Linked DNA regions of Hordeum vulgare: region 1 is linked to region 2. The links are chromatin contacts, called in public Hi-C maps. All regions are on one chromosome and are shown on one strand. The core of a region is the stretch at or near the end of the contact, and the rest is flanking DNA. Distances in the headings are between cores, read along the strand shown.

The links. Hi-C and Micro-C count contacts between places; a contact is called where the count stands out from the background.
Region 1: a contact with region 2 is called in a Hi-C map of leaf, with 6 times the contacts expected there. The contact joins the promoter of LOC123425246 here to the promoter of LOC123425244 in region 2. A contact is called at or near these places in 4 of 6 Hi-C or Micro-C datasets (leaf and seedling) and 1 of 1 datasets of contacts at active chromatin or transcription factors (embryo).

The regions. Positions count from the first base shown.
Region 1 is chr2H:91,240,677-91,247,163 of MorexV3_pseudomolecules_assembly, forward strand. It overlaps LOC123425246 (calmodulin-binding transcription activator 1-like), which reads left to right and starts at 1,728. Exons shown (of 13, transcript XM_045108920.1): 1 at 1,728-1,962; 2 at 2,385-2,504; 3 at 3,267-3,382; 4 at 3,945-4,033; 5 at 4,185-4,227; 6 at 5,335-5,488; 7 at 5,607-5,726; 8 at 5,818-6,149. The coding sequence starts at 1,920.
Region 2 is chr2H:90,952,616-90,960,040 of MorexV3_pseudomolecules_assembly, forward strand. LOC123425244 (copper-transporting ATPase PAA1, chloroplastic-like) reads right to left here and starts at 5,756. Exons shown (of 4, transcript XM_045108919.1): 1 at 5,406-5,756; 2 at 5,214-5,267; 3 at 4,321-4,474; 4 at 3,501-3,914. The coding sequence starts at 5,645. The coding sequence ends at 3,898.

The sequences.
Region 1 (6,487 bases), core at 478-2,977, 280 kb after region 2:
TGGCCGCTATGATATTCAAAACTGTGAAATCAGAGTTATCTATCATTTCTTCAACTGCATCTTGACTATCTAGAAGAAATAATCCATCATGTCGAGTTCCTACTTCTTTTACCTAGTACATGAAGTCAGCTCAGCCATAGCCTTTAGTTTCAATAAGTGCTATGAAGTTTAGAAATGTGATGTCTGAAAGAGAGAACTTTCTCTTCATGTTATCTCTGCCCTCTAAATGCAACCTCACCTCCCAAATGTCATCATTCAGCCTGCTTATAAACATAAATGAATAAGTCTCCTACTGCATCCAACTGAATCAATGCTGCAAAATTCAGTTATAGCCCACTACTGCATCCAACTTGATCAACACTGCTTCCTAAATACTGCATCACTACTGCATCCAACTGCTCAACTACACTAGCATTAATGCATTAAACTAGGGTTTGTGCAAGAGAAGAAAAAAAATTACTCAACCCCTCCAAATGCAGATGCGCATAGTGGGAGTTGGCCGGATCCGCGACGATAACTCTAGCAAGAGCCTTGACCGATCTGTACTCAAGCGAGAACTGTTGATTGTCCGACGACGGTGGTGTAGCCTTTGGCATCGTCGGAGGAGCATGTTGCAGCGCCGGCACCGGCAGTTGCGTTGCAAAGCTGCCGCTGCCCAGCCAGTTATCCACTTCCGAATATTCTTCGCCGCCGCCATCCCCCGTTCCACCTCCCCCCTAGAGTGGCCGCCGTCGCCTGGTTTCGCCGCCGCCCACGCCATCGCAGGAGAGGGAGTGCGAGCGAGAGAAAAGAGGGGAAGGAGAAATAGAGTGAGCTTGGCCGGTCATTTTGACCACGATCGGAACGGGTCAACCAAACGACCGTCCACACGTGCGTCGTCAGCCCCTAGTTGACAAAACCCTGACGAGTGGGCCCTACGTGTCATAAAGCACTTAAAATTGACCGTTCGGTCACTAGGGTTTTCTGAAACAACGTAACACTTTTGTGGTAGTTTATTAAAAAAGTGATAGTTTTCTATGATCAACGCCTATAATGTAATATTCCCTCCGTACCAAAATTATTATCTTAAATTTATCTAGAAATGGATGTATCTAAATACTAAAATGTGACTAGATACATTCATATTTAACAAATTTATAACAAGAATTTTGGGACTGAGGGAGTATTCTTTTTCTTCTATATACTGCATTTTTTGAGAGCTTCGAGTCCGAGCAAACAGCTCCGAATAGGATAGCAGATGATAGGCCCTACATGCAAACATTCTTTGACTCAAAATGCCCAAAGAAATGCTACTAATCATACGCAGCTGCGCACACTAGATACCGAGATGCGCACATGACGCAGCATGCGGTGCACGTGGTCCTTATCATGCGGGAGGCAATCCCAAACCCGCTTTATCCCGCAAGAAAACTCCCAAACCACGATTACGTGGTCCTTAACCCGGGAGGGGCAGCACCGTAACTTCGGGCCCGCTAGTCGCGTCGCCGTCAGGCCGGTCGTCAGCCGCGGCGGCCACCGCGGGCTTGGGTTGGGTTCCGCGACCCTTCTCTTCCCGGTGCCCGGGTTCCGCGATCCTAACCAGAGTTGAGCGCTAGCGACGACGGGAGCCCCACCTAACCCACGCACCCAGACAGAGTCCCAGACCACCGTCCAGGCCGGGGCAGCCGCGTCATTTCCGCGCCCTTCGCACACCCTTCCGCAGCTCCCCGCTGCCTTTTTCCTCCCCCTCACTCTCTCCCCCCCGAAGCAAATATTCCAATCCGACGGCGCCGTGGCCCGAGCCGAAGAATCCCGTGAAGCCGCCCCCGCCGCCCGGATAAAAATTCCCCCCATATCCCCCCTCGGGAAGCGGGCGATTGGAGCGGGGAGGACTGAGCACCGAGGAGCGGCGGACGGGCTTCACCCGGTCGGATCATCGCATGGCGGAGATGCACAAGTACGGGCTGTCCAACCAGCCCCCAGGTGCGGATTCGCCTCTCCCTACCTCTCTCTCTCTCTCTCTTCCCCCGGCGGTTGATCCGTACGCCCGCCTAGGGATTTCGCGGGGTTTTCCCGGTTCGCCGGCGGAGGTTTTCGGTGATTCTATCAGGGTTTTGGTGGGGCCTTGCGGGGAGATTTAGGGCCTCCGCCTTCGGGCGATTCCTCCGGGTTGCGAATTTTTGGAGGCCGCTCTGTTTCTATGGGTTTAGAGTTCGGAATTTATTTCTAGCGCCTTCTGTAGAGTTTAGACTCGCAGTTGATTCGGGGTTGGATTAGGAGAACGATGAAAACTAATCGGGGCATGGTCGAAACCTAACGGCATGCTAGTGTTGATGAAAGCGAGTTCCGAGTAAGTTACTGCTGTTGTTGGTTACTGACTGACTAATGTCGTTGTTAATTCGCAGATATCCCCCAGATACTGCAAGAAGCTCAGAGTCGATGGCTGCGGCCCACAGAAATCTGCCAAATACTGTCGAATTACAAGAAGTTCTCCATTGCGCCCGAGCCGCCAAACAGGCCTCCAAGTATGCCTTCTCTTTATTTGGAATTTCGGACCAACTTCTTAGAAAAACGTTGACACCACCACAGTGGCTATTTATCATTTCTCACCCATTCGGCTTGAAGGTGTGGAGTTATGTGCTAGGTTTCTGTGCTCGTCATATTTTTCTTCTGTAGCATGGAAGTGGCACGCCGATATTCTAAAAGTCCAACTTATTGAGGTCCTAGGAAGTGCTGTTTTGCTAGGACTGTTCCAATTTCAGTCAGCAGTTCCAAGGGGCCTAAAAATCTTTTAACATTGGTATTAACATGCTACAGCCTGGAATAATAGTCCCATAAAGGGAATATCTACCTCATCTCGCATTAAAAATTTATCTAAGGCTGCCATTGCATGAAATATGTGGAGCATGATCCAGGGAATAACCTTTTAAAGCATCAACCATGCGAACCGGCTCCTTTAAGTTTAAAAAGATGAGTGATCATCCATCCATTAATCACTAGTCACTTCACAATGGGGCTAGACAAACAAATGGCATGGGACCAGGTGGCTTATGGTACTACTTGGATGTTTGGATTATTTTGTGCGGTTGTACTTCCATACGAACTCCCTGTTTGTAGGGATAGGTGCCATGCTTATTATTATTGTTTCTTGGTTTCTTTTTCCTCTGTATCTTGTGTGCTGTATAACCCGTACCTGCTTGATTTGTACCTGGTAAGTACATGCTGGTCATTTTGCGAAATGACATACCAATACTGATATGGGTTTTTTATCCACGTCATTCTTGTAGGTGGTTCACTATTTCTGTTTGACCGGAAAATATTGAGATACTTCAGAAAGGATGGACACATCTGGAGAAAGAAGAAGGATGGCAAGACAGTTAAGGAAGCTCATGAAAAACTGAAAGTATGTACAAGCTCTTCCACAGAGGACTTCCTTCCTATATAATTTGAGAACACCCTGCAAATGATGGATACTGTTGTTCACTTCTTCATGAATCACTTCAAGTCTACAAATCCTATAGTATCACTATTCTCTTAACATGTATAGTTGCTCTATACTGCTCTACAGGCTGTCCTATACAAACTTTACCCATCCCTATTCATGGGAGATTGCTGTTTTCAGTCTCCAAGCTACAACTTAAAAAAATATCTGTCCCTAAAGTTAATGGAAAATATATAGATTTTGAACATATTAATGCTGATTGCTCAGAGACTCGGGAAGTTTGAAAAGTTTAAACTGTTTTCCTTGATGACATCTTTATGTAACTAGAAGAAGTGATCATAAACTTTCTGTATCTCTTGTCTTGCAGCTTTGATAGCCCGCAGTTTTTTTACTCTTAAGCTTTCTATTGATGAAGAAAATTACGTGGTCTGGTCTAAATAGTTACAATAATTTTATTGTAGCTCTCTGTTCTTTTCTTGTGCCCTTATTACTGGAACAGTGAAACTGAAGCTTGTCCTTTTAGGTTGGCAGTGTTGATGTACTTCATTGCTATTATGCCCATGGGGAAGAGAATGAGAACTTCCAAAGACGGACCTATTGGTTGTTAGAAGAGTAAGTGCTGAATAATGCAATAAATTCTTTGAGTATAATGTAAATCAGATTCCAAAGCCAATTTGGATAGTCTAATGATAGCTGAAATGATATCACAACAGAAGCATGACAACATGCCATGATGATAATCATCTCCTATTTTTTTCCCCAGGGGTTTCATGAATATTGTTCTTGTGCACTATCTTGAAATCAAGGTACGTATAGTTTCATCCATGATGAACTTTTGACTTTCTTTTGTAAGTTTGTGATAGTATCAACTGAAAACCTCACATGCATATTAGTACCAACTTTGCTGGTATGCAGTGCACATCCACACCTCCATTTGCAATAACCTTCCCCATAAAGTAAACAAAGGAATGGATAACGAATATGTACAGGGCACCACACACACACACACACACACACACACACACACACACACACACTGTGACTGTCATAGTGCAAACTATAACTGCACTTCATCAATATGTTCTGCATGCATGTTGTCTCTTGTAAGTTTCGTGTACCAACTAGTAGAACCAAAAGTCTGAACTGATGGAGAAGGTTGGGCAATCAACATATGCTTCAAAACCCCCCTCACGTGTGCACTGTTCAAAAAATCTTCCGATTCAGCGATTTATCTTCCGACTTATGGCTACTCTTGGGGTGACAGATAAGATTATGCCTTATGTTCACCGTTTATCATTTTGGACGATTTATCACTATGACAAGCGATTTATTTTGTATCTAACAATAAATCGGGCCTATTCATAGCACTATGTTTGCAAGAACTATGTTTATTTGCGTTTTGTGGAACTTGTTAGGTAATATGTAATGTTTCCTATTTTGTTTGTCATTAGACGAGGATTCAAAGGCTAGGAATCAAGGTAAAACTTATGTCCAATATTGTTTTGGTGTTGAGTGTCATATTTTATTGTTGGGAACCTGGGATTTACAAAAAAAATGGCTGATTAATAGTCGACCGATAAAATCGATTAATCGACCGATTTCCGATTAATCTCTAATCCCCAGCTGACCGAGACGCTAACGATAAGCGATATCCTCAACATTGCACGTGTCTATGATTAAGCCTATACATGGACAGAAAGAGGGCTAGCATATTTTTAATTTAAATTGCGAAAGCCAAGACTTGAATCTCTGACACCATATTAAGTTTCCTGCACCAACCAGCAGAACGAAAAGTCCAAACTGATGGAGAAGTTTGGGCAATCCACATATGCTCCAACAGTCTCTTTGATTTACCACTTTATTTATGAATATTGCTTTTCTTTATCTGATTTGGTAAGTAAAAATGGTTTCAGGGTGGCAAACAAAGTTTCAGTCGTTCGAAAGAAGCTGAAGATAGTCCTGCTTGTTCAAATTCTTTTGCTAGTCAGAGCCAGGTAGCCTCCCAAACTATGGATGCTGAAAGCCCATATAGTGGACAGATTTCGGAATATGAAGATGCTGAAACAGGTCTTGCTGTTTCTCTATCTTCATTTGGCATCATCTGCACTCAGTATATATTAGGTGATGCATATATTCAATAACGTAACTTCTTACAGTGTATCTAAAGCAAAATTCGGTGCCACAGATAATTGTCGAGCAAGCTCCAGATACCACCCTTTCATTGAGATGCAGCAGCCTGTGGATGGAGCCATGATGGATAATCGGTTGGGTACTCCAGCTCCAAGTACTTCCGTAAATAATCTAGGCAAGATTTGTATTCTACCAACCTTCTGACTTCTGAGCTATTTCTCTAAATATTGACTTCCGTCTCAGATTTCGTTTTACAAATGTTGCAGGTTATCAGGATGAAAAGCAGGCTAGAACAGCTAACATAAGCAATAATTTTGTTACTCACCATGGCATAGCTAGTGTGTTCAATGATGTTGGAGCTGGATTAAGGAGTGGTTCCAAAACTGCACTTGATTCAGTGCACTTTGGTGAGCCCTTTCCAGAATATCCAACTGGATTCACAGAGCCGACACTCTATTCTTCTGTTACCACCATGGGCTCTGGCAATCTGGATGATAACTCTCGCTTAGAAACATTGATGACTGAGGCACTGTACACCAACAATCTTACTCAAAAGGAAACGGATGCGCTCAGTGCTGCAGGCATGACATCCTCGCAGGTGATTTGCAGTTTTCTTCTGTTAATTTTCTTGTTGTCTTGTGAGATGTTTGTTTCCGTGTAGCAATCATGCAACTTCTCTACACATGATCTCCTTTGTGCCTACTGTTGAGTCCTTGAGACCATTGCAGAGGTGTAGGAAGGTCCTTTCTGCTGTGCTTTGTCACAGGACTACTGCACTATACCTCCGTTTATCTGATTGCACTTTGTAATTTGGAGTTCCCCTATAATGTTCCAGTGAGAAATATTAAGGGTACTATGTTTCACTGCCTTTAAGAAGGGCATATTCATTTTTTAACTCTTCAGTATCCGTTGCTGCCTGATGTATATTATGTTCCA
Region 2 (7,425 bases), core at 4,506-7,005:
TGATCCACAATTCAAAACAGAAGAGAAGTGGAGTAGAACCAGTGTATGATTTAAAGCAAAACAGAGTATTTGATCACCAGGTGAAAATCCAAAAAAATATGAAAAATACAAAGCACAATGTCACGTATAAGTATGATCTATAGCCTTAACCCTTAATCAACTAATGCCCACTGCGTTAACCCTTGATCCAGTCCGTTACAACTACCGCTCCTTGTTATGCTGGTTGTTGATATACCCACCCGGAGAAAAACAAATCAAGCTAGAAAATAAAATTCACTTATTACATACATATAGCCTTGCAGTCAAGAAAGATTGTTTGCTTTTATTGTGCTATTTCCATTTTCCACAAACACAATGTCAGCCAGGTAAAGTGCTACCATCAACAAACAACCAAATAGTGGTCTCCTAGTGTGGACAACATGACCTGCCATTCAAAAAAATCACACAAAAAATGCGCCATTCTTCATGTTAATAACCGAGGATTTATATATCCAGGAAACACTGCAGTGTAACACTAATTTACTTACAAAGAAAACAACACCTTCCTCCCTCATGTTCCAAAGCTGGGCTAAACAGGACACATGCTTCATCTCCACCCTCCATGCATCCAGTCCCTAGTTCACGCTGTGGACAAATATGCCTCCTCCCTTTTCCGCTAGCCCCAACCGTGTGTTATTTTCTCACCTCTGCATTCACTAAGTACATCCGAATATCATATCAACATAAATTTCCCAACATATGGCAGCATTTGTACGGATACATCGACGATGGCAAGCAAAAGTGGATCTAAGTGAGTTGCACTTGTACAAGGAGATCTGGTGAGCCCGTTCTGCACGAGCAAGGTTGTTAAAATTTTCGAGTTGTTTCCCTTGAGTTGGATCGAGCAACCATAAACTAAGTGCACGGCCATGCAGACCACAGAGGGATATGATGAAATATTACCAGTTTTTTTTAGAAAACGAGGTTCAACCCCGGCCTCTGCATCAATTGATGCATACAGTCATTTTATTAATTATTTCACGAAGGTCTGACAAAAATATACATCACACCATCCGAAGTCATCATTCGCACCTACAGACTCGATAATGTGGAGTGCTCTCACTTCACATATCTAAAACCGGTGTTGTCGCCAACCCATCCACATAACGTATCGGGACCAACAGTCGGTGCAGCAGACTTAAAGCGTGCACCACATGCACACGTTAGAAGCCGTCATCATCATCTGTCCACTGACCCATCTTCACGAGAGAGATCCGTATCATCTTTGTCAGTCCAAACATCCGTCGACACCACCACGGCTCCAAACAGCGCCACCGCCCTGTGCTCATCCGTCCAGACGCGAAAATTCTTGAAGAACTGTTGTGCGTAGCACCTGCCAACCAGGCACGACTCAGCGTAGCACCTGTCGGCCATGCATAACTTGACAGCTCCACCAAATCTCTGCGCAAGACGATGCCACTCCATCTCTAGCCTCTGTCATCCAGCACTGCTCCACAAACGATGCTTTCAAGAGAGAAACGACACCGCAGTACTGCCATCATCCGATCTGTAAGGCCAGATCTTAGGGTTTTCCCCGAAGCAGTGCCCACCACCAGCAACCGTCAAGGACCCACACAGTGCCCACCACCACTCATCCCTCAAGGCGACGCCTTCAGGAAGGTCACGGCGTCAAGGACGTCGCCGCTGCCCACCGAAGTTAGGATTTTCACCCGAGAGGCAGTGAGGTAGGAAATGGAGGAGCAGACGTAGACCGACATCTCCAAGATGAACAACGGCGCCCTTGAGCGTCGTCGTCAGCGCGGCCGGCCAGGGCCGACCAAGGGGTTACCCCCCAATCTGAATCTCCTCCACCAGCTTTTTCCGCGGCCACGCCAGCACCGCCAGGAACCCCCACGAGAGAAGCACACTGATTAGGGGCCAGAGGACAGTGACCGGATCAGGCACCGCCGGCCGCGAGAACAGCCAAAGAATCCATGAGCCGTGACCCCTGCAGCGACCCACGACGGCCGCCACCACCCCTCGCGCCTCCCGTAAAACCTGATCCTGGTAGGCAGCCGACCAGCCGCAACCCCAGCACGAACCACCACGGCCTAGGTAGGAGAAGACGTTGTAGGAGGCCTCCAGGACGTGCATCAGCGGAGCCGAGCCTTCCACCACCGTCCGCGCTAGCCGCCGCCCGCGGATCCCAGATCGGATCAGGACCGAACGGGCCCGACGACCGCGATCGTGCGCACCGCGACATTGCGCCCACCAGCGCGACGAGGCGCCATGCCGCACGCCGGAGACCGCCTCCGCCGATAGCAAGGACGCTTCCCCGGAGCTGGACGCCGTACAGCCGCCGCCCGCACGCGAGATCCCCTCCTCCCGCGCGAGCAGCAGCCAAAGAGCACCCCGCCGCCGCCGGCTCCGCGCAGGCTTTGCCTGCCGGAGGCCACTGGCGACGGCGAGGAGGAGAGGGACTGGTGAGGGGAGTCAGGCTGGGGGGGGGTCGCTGCCCGTGTCGCCCCGGGGAGGGAGCGGCGCGGGGGCCTCTTTCCTGTGCACCGGGGCTCACCCTCTGTCAACAGCAGCGCTGAGAGCCCGAGATGCTTGCCTTCTCGTCTAGGCCGAAGAACTGCAAGCTTCAGACCACGACCTCCGATCCACCGATGCCTGCCACCGCCGCCAAGACCCATATCGATCCATCGATGGAGGCACAGATCTCTGCTATCCCACCTACCTGCATGTGTGCACAGCAAACTCGTTCCGGCCAGCACGTGTGCATTGGCCGCCATGCGCGAGGTTCGTCCCGCTGGTCCAAGCATGTCCTCGCTCTTCCCCTACCCTGGGCATATGGATTTACGAGGAAGGGGGCGGCGAGGACTTGGACGCGCGGTTTTGGAGCTGGCTTGGTGCATGGACCATGGAGGGGGAGGCGACCTGCTTCACGGAACGAAGGGAGGAGAGAACGGCGGCAGCGGCGATCTAGGGCATGGCGAGCGGGACAGTTCGCACGAGTGCAGGGATGGGGTCGGGGAGTGCGGGGATGGGGGGCGTCGGGCTGAGTAGTTTGACGTGGGTAAAGGAGATCAGGGTCAACGTGTGTTCGTGGGTTTTTATTTCGGTTTTCTTGATTTGTTTTCATCGAACGTACGAGTACGAGGAGGGTGGGGGACGAGCGAACGAGGCAGAGATCGTACGAGGTCGAACCATCACGATGACGGCAGATCCCCTTTAATAGTAGAGATGAGAGAATAAATTAAATTAAATTTGATCTATTTTTATTTCAAAATTTTATTAGGTTTGGATTGTCATTTATATTGCAATATTGTTGCATCGGAATATTTATCTTTGGAATCTTGACGCATTGTGTTATTAATGCACATCAGCGGACATCTGGGGGTGTCCGTTTGATGACCACACATGGAGATGCCCTTATGTACCAAATTTTGCAAGGATGATCATGGTAGTACGATGTGCATCTATGCTGGCTTCTCAACAACATATACAACCTTTTCAAGTAAAAAAAAGGCACATTTCCATTAAAAACACTAGAGAGTAACAAATAATATGATGCCATCTGCTAAGCAACTCAAAAATTCACTTGTAACATCTTCATGACGTTACACACTTCATTCTAGGTTCAGCTGGACATAAAATGAAATCAGCATTTCGTCAAACTCCTTGGCTTATAGTAGTGACCCTTGCAATTTGTTTGATGGAACGTTCCAGTTGAAGTTCACGAGCAAGGCAAGCTACATTGCTTATACACTATAGATAAGGAACACGAACATAATAATCTGCAGTTCCACAATTATAGAGACAACTTTCACAGAGACGCACACAAATCTGGAGCATCACGTGCCCTCCACTGGTTAACATGATGGGCTCATAGCTCATCTGTGGCATCAGTAAGACTCAGGCTTCACTTTGCCCTGTTATAGAAACTAAATTTTAGTTAAGCTGATAACAGCATACTAGATACTGTGATTTCAGAATGCTGGAGGAATAATGGTGCATTAACAATGTTGATATGAACATGCTCAAGTAGATCCCGAATTTGGTCCTGGTTGATGTGTATACAGCCTATATTTAGTGATAGTCCATTCCTACAAGGATGATGCCAAATTTGAATTATTGTAGTACTGAATTAGCATACTTCTGCACCAACTTGATACATTATACCGACCAAATGTTTACATGAGATGTACATGATACAATTTTGACGTGCTTCGGTGTCTGGATGACAATTCATAAGCAGACAATGAATAGATCTTTTTTTCTTCTAGACTTCCTTATTTTCTGGAGCTGGTCACACAAGAACTCAAGCAATTTATTTACCTTGTGGACGAGACTCAAATCCACAAGTACCAAGATGACTTGCAAGTTTCTCTCCACATTGCTTCTGCCAATCTTCTGCCACCTTGACCTCAGGAGTTGTCCACACGACAGCCCTTGCTTCCTTATAATCAACTGTAGCAGAAGTAACCTCGGGCTGAAGAAGGGATTGAGAGTAGCCCATAGTGAGCAGCAGCAAAAGATCAAAGAAGAAATAAAGAGTAGAAACAGAAAGGGTTTCGAGAATCTGATTGATAGGAGGAAAACATCCTTATACAGATAACTGCTATACCAAAATGTCACATCGACCATACTTGGTTGCTTTCAGCGTATGGGCAGCTGCCCTCTCTACCCGGTCATTGCTGCCATGACCGAAATCCATCAGTAAATGCATTTTAAAATTGAGAAGATCATTTTTCCTCCCAACAATTCATTACGTTCTGATCAGGCGTCCCCCTCAATCGCTGGTAGAAATTTCAAAAATACAAAGAATATCAACTAAAACTTTTATGGTGTTTTATTATGAAAACTTAGGACCCGTATGGTTTCAGGTCGTGTTCGGATTGAAGGCAAGGAAAAGAGGAAACCTATCTGGGCAATCCCTATTCTCTAACCTCTATTACTTAAGCTTCATCACTGAATCCCTATTCTCTAACCTCTATTACATTCCATGCACAAACCCAGTACGATGTTGTGTTCTGCGTTCTCTTTGTTTCAGTTTCACCCATTCCCCCTTTTTCTCCAGTAGAGTTTATATGAGCATAGGTATCAACTATTGCGATGAACAAAAGAAGATTAACCAGTCACTGGCCTATTGTGCTGAACTGCCCATTGGTTTGGTCAGACATAATTTCCCAAGAGAAACGAAGCAAAATAAGTGAAAGAGTGGCGACTACCTGACTCTCGAGAATCCGCTTGACGCTCGCAGCGCACCCGTCGCACATCATGCCCTGCAAGTGAGAGGCATACAGCAGCGCGTCATGCCCGAGCCCTAACCCTCACGGCCTATCGCGCAATTCGAAGATAAGAACAGAAAAGAGAGTCGGAGTGCTCCAAATTCAGACTAGTGGTCGGGGCGAGAAGTGCACCTGAACACTGAGCAAGATGGCCTCAGACTCGGGCCCTGTCGCCTCGCCGAGTGCCGCCGCTGCGGCGGTGACCGACGAGGTAACGCCGCCGCGGGGACGCAAGACGCCACATACGCTGCCGGAAGAGAAGGAAACGGAGGCGATGCGGCGAGCTCCGGCGAGGGGGGATGAAGAGGGGGCCCTGGACTTGGAGGGAGAGGGGAGGAGGGGGCATAATATCGTGATTAACGTAGATTCCATTGCCTGCTCTGATTTCTCCTTCTCCCCCGTCGTCAGCGATAGGACGGCTTATCCGATCACTGTATATACAGTATTTCCGCTGTTTGAGCAGAAGGGCCGCCTCGGCAAAACAACACGGGGTCGTGGAGTTGGGGGCATCTCCGACGCCTATCCGCAAACAGCTCACATCTGTTCCAACCACGCTGTGCGGGGTGCAAAAACTATTAAATAAAGTTAATGTATTGGTCCGTAAAACGGTTTGTATTGCAAACGATAATTTTTTATGTAAACTTAAGATAAACGTGACCGCTGTGGCCCATCCAAAAGAAAGGCAGAGCCCGCGCTTTCATAGCATCACGCACTATTTCTCGTCAAATCCATCACTTATCTTTTTTCCATTCGCCGCCGCTCTCTGCCCATTTCCCGTTCTTTTCTCTCACCCTCTCCTTCCTTTCACCGACGACACATGAAGGCGTCGAAGATAGAGCCCGTGGAGGTGTTGGAGGATCCGCGCAACACGCTCGCCCGAAAGATCAACTCTGCGACGCGGCAAACTCGTCGCATCAAAGCGAAGGCCGCAAAGAGGAGATGCTTAAGAAGTCGTTGGCCATCGGTGGGCCTGGTGGTGGGGATGGGTGCGGAGGTTGTGGCGATCGGCGCGGCTTTGGCAGACGTCATCAGATGGCCGCGCACATTACATATGGTGTTGTGACAGGAGCCTTACAAGCCTCCGTACTACTACACCGCCAAGCCGCTCGGCACCCCAATCGATACAATGCCTTACATCGTCGGCGTTAAGGCGACACCGCTCTTCTTTGAGTATTCTTCGCTCCAACTCATCGGGGCGCTGCCGCAACTCGGGAGTAGATGGGTGCTCGCACGCTATACGCTGCAATGCCTAGAGCGGGGAAGCAGGCGTACAACGCAGACAGGGAGATGCTTGATACCATCCACGATGGAGGCGGTGGAGGGGAAGGGGGCTATGAGGACGTGCAGGTGGAAGACTCGGATCCCATCAAGTCCGGCAACTACCAGCAGCAGTTCTACACCCACACGGCCACACATCAGACGTACATCCAGCCGACGATAGCACACAACAACAACAACATTGGGTCGTCAGAGAGCTGCAGCCCGATGGGGAGGAAGGAGGAAGAGGAGGAGGGTAACGGCGACGACGATGATCCAGATAATACATGTGTGGATCAGAAGAAGAAGGGAAGAGGAGAAAGCTTCAACATGTGGGAGGACGAGCTATTATGCGAGACATGGTTGGCCACTAGCCTCGATCTGTTCCATGGAACGGAGCAAAAGGGCGTAACCTTTTGGAGGAACATTCACATATGGTTACATGAACACAAGCATTTCGCACCCTACGCCTACACGGTCATTCGCAACCGTGAATGGAAGTCTCACAACCATCGATAGTACACCATCCAAGAGGTCGTGTCCAAGTATTGTGGGCACTTGAATCATCTCATCGCACGGTAGCCTAGCGGTGCACAAATCACCGAGCAAGTAAGTTGATCACTAGCTGAATATGCTTTGTTTTGTTGATCACTAGCCAAACATTAATTGTTTTGTTGCTCACTAGACACATCTGCATTGTCGACATTGTTTCACTTTGTAGCCTACTCGTGCTTGTGTGGTTTACAAGAAATTGGAGAAGAAGTCCTTCACCTTCATGCATTGTTGGGTGAAGTTGAATGGAGAAGAAGTCCTTCACCTTCATGCATTGTTGGTTGAAGTTGAATGGGAAAACAAAGTGGAACCTTTTAATAGCCAAGTCCACCGTCCAAGCCAA